Regions from separate parts of the Sus scrofa genome. Here all the other regions are linked to region 1. A link is a contact called in public Hi-C and HiChIP or PLAC-seq data. All regions are on one chromosome and are shown on one strand. Each heading gives the region's core, a stretch centred on a gene start, on an enhancer-like site or on the middle of the called end of the contact. The rest is flanking DNA. Distances are from core to core; before and after follow the strand shown.

Evidence for each region. Hi-C and Micro-C count contacts between places; a contact is called where the count stands out from the background. HiChIP or PLAC-seq counts read pairs in DNA pulled down with a chosen protein or histone mark.
Region 2: an H3K27ac HiChIP or PLAC-seq map of alveolar macrophages shows a contact between it and region 1. The contact joins the promoter of FBXW11 here to the promoter of NPM1 in region 1. A contact is called at or near these places in 2 of 5 promoter capture datasets (fetal liver and liver), 2 of 47 Hi-C or Micro-C datasets (liver and psoas muscle) and 2 of 2 datasets of contacts at active chromatin or transcription factors (alveolar macrophages and skeletal muscle).
Region 3: a Hi-C map of liver shows a contact between it and region 1, with 5 times the contacts expected there. The contact joins the promoter of STK10 here to the promoter of NPM1 in region 1. A contact is called at or near these places in 1 of 5 promoter capture datasets (liver) and 1 of 47 Hi-C or Micro-C datasets (liver).

Annotation. Positions count from the first base shown.
Region 1 is chr16:52,780,571-52,783,520 of Sscrofa11.1, forward strand. NPM1 (nucleophosmin) reads right to left here and starts at 1,292. Exons shown (of 11, transcript XM_013990662.2): 1 at 1,018-1,292. The coding sequence starts at 1,075. It overlaps LOC102158455 (a long non-coding RNA gene), which reads left to right and starts at 1,256. Exons shown (of 3, transcript XR_001304781.2): 1 at 1,256-1,342.
Region 2 is chr16:52,211,107-52,214,059 of Sscrofa11.1, forward strand. It overlaps FBXW11 (F-box/WD repeat-containing protein 11), which reads left to right and starts at 1,295. Exons shown (of 14, transcript XM_021077115.1): 1 at 1,295-1,744. The coding sequence starts at 1,700.
Region 3 is chr16:52,002,116-52,005,092 of Sscrofa11.1, forward strand. STK10 (serine/threonine-protein kinase 10) reads left to right here and starts at 1,653. Exons shown (of 19, transcript XM_021077114.1): 1 at 1,653-2,134. The coding sequence starts at 1,979.

The DNA.
Region 1 (2,950 bases), core at 42-2,541:
AACCAACCCAAGTCTCCTAGGATGGCACTGTGTGATTGAGGTGAGCAACAAAACCTTGGTAATAGAACTACAAGTTTAACAGAAGGCTGCCTCTGCTGCCCACCTCCCAAATCATTTGTAAAGCACCAGCTCTGGAAGCAAGCGTTGTGGGGTTGGAACTATTAAGTGCAACCTTCAGTTTTCCGAGTATCAGTAAGTCATCTGCAAAGAGCGCGGAGAGATAGAAAAAGAACTCTAGAACTACCAGCACTGATGTTAACCACTTAACAAAGACCTCAAGAGTACTGGCGCTACGAACCACTTCACCTAAAATTTCCCGTCCACCATCCTCAATTAAGCCCCAGGACCCCAGGCTCGGAGTGACAAGACACCAGTGAACCCCGGATGTAGCGCCCACACCCCTCCTTCCCCCAACCACGTGGCAACCACGTGCTCCCAGCGGTAGCGGCCTCCCCACGCCGGGCCGCGGCTCCCATCCCCCTGTAACCGGCCGAAGAACCCGGGCCGAGTCTGGGCCCTAGACCTCCTGACCCTTTAGGCCTGTAGGACAACGCCAGGCTCCATTTGTCCTCTCCGTCCAGATAGGAAGCCCACGTCTCACACCCTGATCCCCCACAATCTCTTGCACCACCAACCTGGAGTCCAGCATCAGGCACTAGTCTGGAATCAGAAGCCTACCAACTCACGCAACCCCAGGAAAAAATTATGCCCGGAGCTCTACCACGTGCCCCAGCTAACGCCCAACCCTAAACCGGTGGGTTCCACATTAACTCAGGCCCTGGGCCTCGGACCGCTCACGCTTCAGGCCGCCCTTACTTCCCAGTCACTCCGTGGTGCCGGCTCGCCCTCCCAGGTCCCCATCCTTAAGCTTCAGGACCCCAGCAGCTCGCTTCCCACTCCCGCAGGCCTCCAGCCTGCTTAGCTTTCTCCACCTGCCCAGGCCTCAGTGTGATTTCCACCACCCACTCCAAAGCCACCAGGCCGCGCTCGGCCTTGGCCCAACACGCCAGTACTTACCGAAAAGATAGTTCTGAGGCCTCAGGGGGCTCATGTCCATATCCATCGAATCTTCCATGGGTTGGTGGCACGCACTTGGGTGGGAGAGAAGGCGGACGGAGATAATCCACTAGTGTTGCGGAGAACAGCCGCGCAGGACGGAATCACACCAGGGAAAGGACGCGGGCTCCCTGCGCACATATATAGCACCCTGACGATCTCGCGAGAGCTCTTCAAGTCCCGCCTCCGCGCGCGTGCTCGGAAGCCCCCCTCCCCGCACAGTCTCTCTCCTGCGCAAGCGCTCTTCAACATCACTCCTTGCTACCTCGCCCCCCACCTCCTCCAGGTACTTCGCGGGCTCCCACCGAGCACGCGCATTCGTACCCTGGTCCCACCCACTTCGCCGCCACCGCCTGTGCGCACGCGTACTTCCCCCTCGTAGCGCGCGTTCCCCCACCCTCCAAACCTTCCACGTCCTCTCCCGCTCAGGAGCGCGGGCCTTGCGCCAAGAGCCTGCGCAGCCCACCCTGCAAAATGGCGGCAGCAACTCTTAGCTGGGTTAGGTACGAAGGGCGAGCTGGTTGTAAGTGAACCAGAGAGCAGCTCATTTCTCCTTTCGCCATCTCCTCATGCCTCGCAGGCCTGCAAACAGGCATAACCACTTCCAGTTTTTTGGCTCGCCTGAAGGCCTGAGCCCAGAGTTCATTGTTTCCCCAAAGTTAAAGCTTAAGGTGCCAGAGACAGTGGACTACGGATTGCCACTTGTTGGGGAGAAAAGATGTAGCTGCTGGCCAGACTTAATCGGTTCTGTTTTTAACCCCCTGTCCTTTCTGAGGAAACATCTCCGAATTTAAAATTCTTCGACATTACGTCACTGGGAGGCCAACAGGGGGTTCTAAATCGGTCTCTTTCATATGAGCAGGGCAGGAACCAAGCCTGGGTGATTTCTCCAAAGAGAAAGTTTTAAAAGGGTTGTGTATCCACCGTATGTCCCCACGTAACAGGTAAGAGGCAGATGTGACTATCCCCATTTTGCGGACAGGGAGACGCGCCACGAGGAAGTAAGGTGCCCAGACGGAGTGGTTACAGAAACAGGGTTCTCTAGCTCCAAGTCTAATACTAACACCTGTCTAAAAGCTCGGGGGATTACACGGGGGTCCAGTGTCTGAGGTTGTGCAGTTCTTAATCTTTAACATCACTAAGGTTGTTCTGGCCTGAAAAGAAGGCATTTGACGTTTAAGAAATACACAAACTTAGACTCTGGAAGCGAGCCTGGAAATGAGTATCTTAAAGTACGCTGTCAAACTGAGGACCACCCTTCCCCCAACCGCAGCTCCTCGGGCAGGGGTGCTGAAGATCCCCACAATTATGGTTTTTACACAAATTTAAAAAATTAAAGTACTGTAAAGAATAAAAATAGTGACAGCAATCCCCTACCGCCTTTTCTCCAAACATAGGCTACTTGGGAAGATAAACTGTGATACGCATGAACCAATAATTAACAGAATCAAAATTCAAAATGTGGAGAAATCAATGCTTATTTGTGAATGGACTAAGCTGTTCTCCGCTTTTCCCTGCTCCCAACTGAAAAAAGTCTTTACCAGCTTGGTTCTAGCATCTTTTAAAATGCAGAGTGTGACCAATTACTAGAGAAAAAAACCGAGTCTTGGAAAGTTACTACGGATTGCCACTTGTTGGGGAGAAAAGATGTAGCGGAGAACATCCGTAAAGGAACTGAGAAAGGCTGATAAAAGGGAGGAGAGGACTGTGCCTGAGGCGGATTTAGAGGTGTTAGAATGAGAGAGAGAAAGAGCTACAGGGGAGTGGAGAAGGGGTTAATGTTCTTTGGGCCCCTGCAAGAAAAATTGAAATGACTTTATAATTTCTTTCAGCTTTCTAGACCATGATTATTCAGTGCAGTTTTGCACAGAGCATGAACTCTCTGGGAGCCATA
Region 2 (2,953 bases), core at 45-2,544, 570 kb before region 1:
GCATACAAATTACTGTAGCAATTCGGTGCTTGGAAATGGAAAGACTTAGAGGTCATCTAGTCCCTTCCCTTTACAGGTGCAGAAAATGCAAAACACTTGAGAAAGAGAACAGTAGCCTTTGACATTTGGCAGCTGGCCTGATACAATCAAACAGGCAGTAATGTTACTAGATGATAGCCTGGTCCTCTTAGCTAGGCCTCGTGTTTTCTTGTTGAACCTAATTTCATAGAACATAAATGTTAGACAAAGCCATTCTATGGCCATGATAGACCAATACAAAAGCGAAACCACTCCTAATTAAATCTGAACACAGATCAAACAGGGACATTGTTCAAACCACAAAAAATGACCAAATAGCCCTTATTCTGGTAATGAGGGACTCCTGCTTCTCTACCAATCAGGACTTCAGCCTCGTCTAGTAGTCCTTCCGTCTAGATAACATTTACTGAGATGCCCAATCATAAAATTACCTCCACTTTCTGACAGCATCTTATCCAGGGTAAAGTCCCACTTTCTTAAACCCTCATCCAAATCACCTGACAACTCCTCCTGAGATGCCCCACAGTTCTTCATGGTGTGTGTTCTCTCTCTCTGCAACCAGCAATAAACCCAACCTGTTAATTCTCAGCGGGCCTTTGTCGTCTTTGGTTTGAGGTTACTGACAGACCTGATAAGGTTTATACCGAGCTGGAGGCAGAATTCACTGGGCATCTCCAGCTGTGTTCCTTCTTATGGTTAATGTCTGTCTTCCCCCTACCAGAATTACGCTGCGTGAGAAGAGAAGCCTTGTCTGTAGGGATCAGAGCTGATTCCCAGGGCCTAGGCTAGTGACGAGCAGAGGCTGGAAGTTTAAAAGATACTTTCTAAACGAATGAATAATAGGTTCTCTTTCACCTCTCAGTTCCTCCCAGTACGTGGTGCACAGAGACCACAAAACTCCTCTTTCTCAACTAAATTTCCAAACCCCTCTTGGGACGCCACTCTTGGGACGCCCATGCTCTCAGAGCCTCCTTCTCTGCCCGAGCTCTCTCGCTCGCTGGCCCCCCTCCGACACTTGAGCCCCAAGACCATCCCTTCCTAGAACCCACCTGTCGCCAACACCTCACCCTGCCACAGAGGCCAGACCAACCGTGCCGTTACTTAGGTGTCGAGCGGGCACTGCAGGCACAGACCGCGCATGTGCGGAAATCGGTCGCGCACGCAGGATCGCTGGCAAGTGAAGAGTTGCCTTGGAGTTTCCGTCCGGGTCCGGGGAGCCTCGGGCTGCCAGGAAGTCAGAAGAAACTAGCCGGAAAGAGAACCCGCGCGCAGGGCTTTCTGGGATATGTAGTAGGCGCGCACCTGAAGCCCCACCTTGAGGAAGCCCGTAATTCTTTAGGTCTGCACGTCTCTCATTCGCAGTCCCGTGCTACTTTCGGCTGAGAATTCAGCTTCGGACGGCTAGGAGAGATTGGTCTGGCGGGGTCTTCTCGTTCCCACAACGCTCTGCGGGACCCGCGGCGCCTGCCGGGAGCTGTAGTCCTCGCTCTGCGTACTGCGTTCGCCGAGGGGGAGGGCGGAGCTGCCGGCGGCCCGGGCGGGCTGGCAGCTAGAGTGGGTGCGATAGCCGCCTCCGCCTCTGCCGCCTCCGCCGTCGCCTCCTCCGCCCGGGCCGTTCGCTGCTGCGCGGGGAGAGCGAGGCGGGGCCGCCAGGGCCGCCATGGAGCCCGACTCGGTGATTGAGGACAAGACCATCGAGCTCATGGTGAGTGCGGCCCGCTGGACCGTCCGTTCTTCCGTCCGTCCGGCCCCGGGCGGGCCTGCCCATCTCAACGTCCGGCGCGAGGCCGGCCCTGGCCCTTCCCCGCTGCCTCGGCCCGAACCTGGGCCCTCCGGCCCGGCGCGCTTTACTCCGGATCCCTCGAGATCTCAGGCCGGACCTGGTCCGGCCCCCTCCATGCCCCTCGGTTTTCCTCCCTCCCTCCCTTCTCTCCTGTCTCTGGGCCCATCCCTGGAACGACCCTCGCTCGCTTGTGCTGTGGCCTTAGCTCACACTCGCTCAAGCATCTCCTTCCTCCCTTAGAAGGGGTTTTCTGTTTTTTCTTTTTCTAATTCTCCGGCCAGGCCTGCATCGCTCTTGCAAGCCCCACTCAGGCCGAGTGAGATGGTGATGGGAGGGGGTACAGAGAAGATCGACCTGGGGTCTCGGCCTCTGCGTCCTAGAAGGGGTCTCTCAGCACCCTCTTCTCAAGCCAGGGCTGTGTGGATGCCGGCATAGGCCCTACAGGGGTGGAGGTGGGGAGCTCTCGGGTTTGAGGCTGTGACCGATAAGGGGCCTCTTTCCTGGGCCCCTGTGGTGTCCGGCTTCTCGGACAAAGGGTTTCCTACCCGGCCGAGAGGGATGTTTGGATAGCGAGGCCCCAGGTACTCTGGATTCCATCTCCCAGGAAAGAGACACTGTAACTTCACGTTTTCCAGAGCCGCTCTGGGAAATTGGGGAGGGGGAAGAGGGCTTGTCCTCATCTGCGCCGCCAGTTCTTTCTTCTAGAAAAGGAGTAGGAGAGAATCCTAGGCCCCTGGGAAATCGATCACTCTTCTGTTAGAAACCTTTGGTACCCAGGCCAGACCCTCTGGCCCCACGAATCCCAACCCCCCCTCCGCCTTGGGACTTGGAGCCTAAGGTTTTTAGAAACAGGGCCACGAGAGAGTGGCTAGTAGAAACGAAGAACTTGCTCTTTGGTGGATGACTTGGTGGAAGAAATAAAATATGATAGCTATTACCTGCCAATTGGAATACTAGGGAAATCAAACTGGGCTCTGGAGAGCTGGGAGGGGAAGCTCTTTGCCTCAGCAAATGGACAGGCCCAGGCTTTCTTCCTGTGGAAATCTTGACAGTTTCTTTGTATCTCTTCTAATACAGTAACAACTTCTACTCTAAGGTTGAGAGGAAAGGTGAAAGAATCTACTTAACACA
Region 3 (2,977 bases), core at 403-2,902, 780 kb before region 1:
CAGAGTCCTGTGTGGCTGTGCCCAGCCTGGGATGAACTGGCCGGGGACTTCTAGTCCTTCCTGACTGCCCTGTGCTAAATGCCTCCACTTCCCAGTGGGAAAGCCTCCCAGTGGTCCCCCTTCTCTTGTCATAGTGTTGGTCAAATAGACTGAAACTAATGAAAAGGCTGCCTTCCAGCCTGTTGTGGGAGGTTTAGATGTGGGCTTAGTCAATGAGGGCTCAGTCTTGGGCTGTGTTTTCTTCTTTTAGTGAGAAAGACCCTCTACAATTGCAACCACTCATTGAGTTGTGGGGACATTTCAAAATGCTTGGCAACTTTTGCTCAGGGTGCCCTTCTTACAGACCACCACCAGCACCCCAGCCTTCTGTGGTTGGCTTTCTACATTTGGAACTGTAATTGGTGTTTGCATACGGCTCAGGGAGGGCTGAAAATATCTCCACACTGATGGTTCTCCACAGGGATGGGGACAATTGGGGTATGACTTTCACTCAGATTGCATTTGCTTATGAGGGAGAGTTACCATAAGAAGATTTACAGGCTGCCCAACCCTCCGGACTTGCTACTTGGAACCTACTTAGCAGATTTAGATAAAAGTATAACCGTCCTAGGGAGTTTCCTTTGTGGTTTAGCAGAAAAAACGAAACTGATAGTAACCCCGAAGAGGCGGGTTCAATCCTTAGTCTCACTCCATGGGTTAAGGATCCAGTGTTTAGGCGAGGTGCTATGGTGTAGGTCGCAGAGGAGGCTCGCATCTGGCGTGGCTGTGGCGTAGACCCGCCGCTGTAGCTCTGATGAGACCCCTAGCCTGGGAACATCCGTATGCCACACCTGCGGCCCTTAAATACATACATACATACATACATAAAAGTATAACTGTCCTAGAGACAATAGTGGCAGGTGAAAACGACCAGGATCGAAGATGATGGTGGTCAAAAGATTTCGGTTCTACGTACGGGGAGCTTACTTAGAAAAATTGGGAAATTAAGAAACGTTTTACTTAATATGCAAATATATCTGAAGATCCCTTATGAAGCATGTGATAAACTCTCAAGGAGCTCTTCTCCTAGCCCAGCAACCCTGGCCGGTGGATCACCATGGGGCAGAGCCCCTGGGAAGCAGGAAACCAGCCTGGGCCTCCAGGGACTCACCCACGGCCGCAAGGGCGCAGCATTTTCCTCGCTAGGAGGCAGCATCGCGCCGAGGAACCGGCACCGGATCCACCAGCAGGATATGTAGCCCCGGACCGGTGCCCTTCCCGCCTGGCGCTCCCAGCTGAAAAGTGGGCGCGAGCAGAGCAGCCTAGCGGGATGGTTACCCGGCGGGTTAAATGATTAATGCCAGTTCGCCTTCTTGGTCTTTGGACAACAATCAGTGGGCACTCGTGACAAGCCAATTCGCTTCCCCTCCTGCTCCCGCAGAAATTTGGGGAGCCATAAGAGGCGGCGGGTCTCCCAGACCCGGAGGGGTCCCGGCTGAAGGGTTTCCTCAACTCCCCAAAGCCTGGTCGGTGGCTCGCCAGCTCGCGGCGCGCGGGGGGAACTACAGTTTCCAGAGTGCCCTGCGGCGATGGGCGGAGCCCGGCAGCGCCCGCAGCCAATTAGGGGGTCTCTGGGCGCTGCCGAAGAGCTGCAGGTGGAGCCGGGCAGGAGGGCGGGCGCGGGGCCGGGTACCCGGAACGCGTCCCGGGGCTGGCGGGTTGGGCGGGGGCGCGGCGCGAGCCGGGCAGGCATCGGGAGGCAGCCCGGGGACAGGACCGAGCGGGGGCGGGGACCACAGCCGCCTGCGCGGTTCCGGGTGCTCCCGCGGCGCTGAGCCCTGGGCGCACTTGACCCGTGTCCGGCTGCGGGGAAGGGCGGGTCTGGGGAGAACCCCAAGCGCCGCGGCGTCTCTCCAGCCCTTCCTCTTCGCGGCCGCCGGAGCCACAGCCCGAGCCCGAGCCGGCGCCACCTCGCCCCCCGGCTCGCGTGCCCCTAGCCATGGCTTTCGCCAATTTCCGCCGCATCTTGCGCTTGTCTACCTTCGAAAAGAGAAAGTCCCGCGAATACGAGCACGTCCGCCGGGACTTGGATCCCAACGAGGTGTGGGAGATCGTGGGCGAGTTGGGCGACGGTGCCTTCGGCAAAGTTTACAAGGTGAGGGCGCTGGGGTGTGGGTGGTTCGGGGCTCGCGGAGCGGTTCCGGAAGGAAGGGGCGCTGGCCCTGGTTAGTCTCGCTCACCGCTCGGGAGAGCGCAGAGGGGCTGCTTGGCCCTGAACTCAGGTTCTTGTCCTGGTGACCCTTGTTCTTTGGGGGAGGGGGTGCCCACGCTCAGCCCGACTGAGTCTCTGCGCACCCAACTCCCTCTCTGGGCAAGGCTGCTGCCCCGGGGCTAAGTTTCTGAGCACTTCCTGTGCGCCCCGCACGGCTCTCGGCTCTCGGCGCCGCAGGGGGAGACAAAGGGGCGCTTATAAGACTTTAGCATCCTCAGATGAGGCATCTGCGCTAAAGCTGGGATACTAGGTATACTTTTTAAGGGACGCCACCCAGAAGCTGTGAGAATGCCGAGGCGATGGGGACGGAGAAACACAGCTGCAGCTGAAAGGGTTGTGACCGGTGAAGTTGGGTAGGCACCTGAAGAGAAGCCAGAGATGCGAGATAGGAAATCGCGGTGGGGGGTGGGGGGAGGTGTAGAGTTCGAGGTTAGGCTTGGAAATGTGGACTGGGGCCGGCAGAGGGGTAGGTCAGGGCCTCGTGAATCCGGCGCTTGGGGGATCAGATTTGATTCTGTAGATGAGTCACAGCTGGGGAGTCTCCCAGGCTGCAGTCACCTTCCCTTAGGGGAATAAGAAGCGAGAGAGCTTTTGTGGAGGGGTGGGTGGGGGCAGAGCTGATTAATTCTAGACACGTTTGCCGCAGGTCATTGCCTGGTTCCCGGTGCTGTGAACAAATTCTGAGTTGCTGAGTCGCGTTAGGGACCCAAACACTTAGGACTTGAC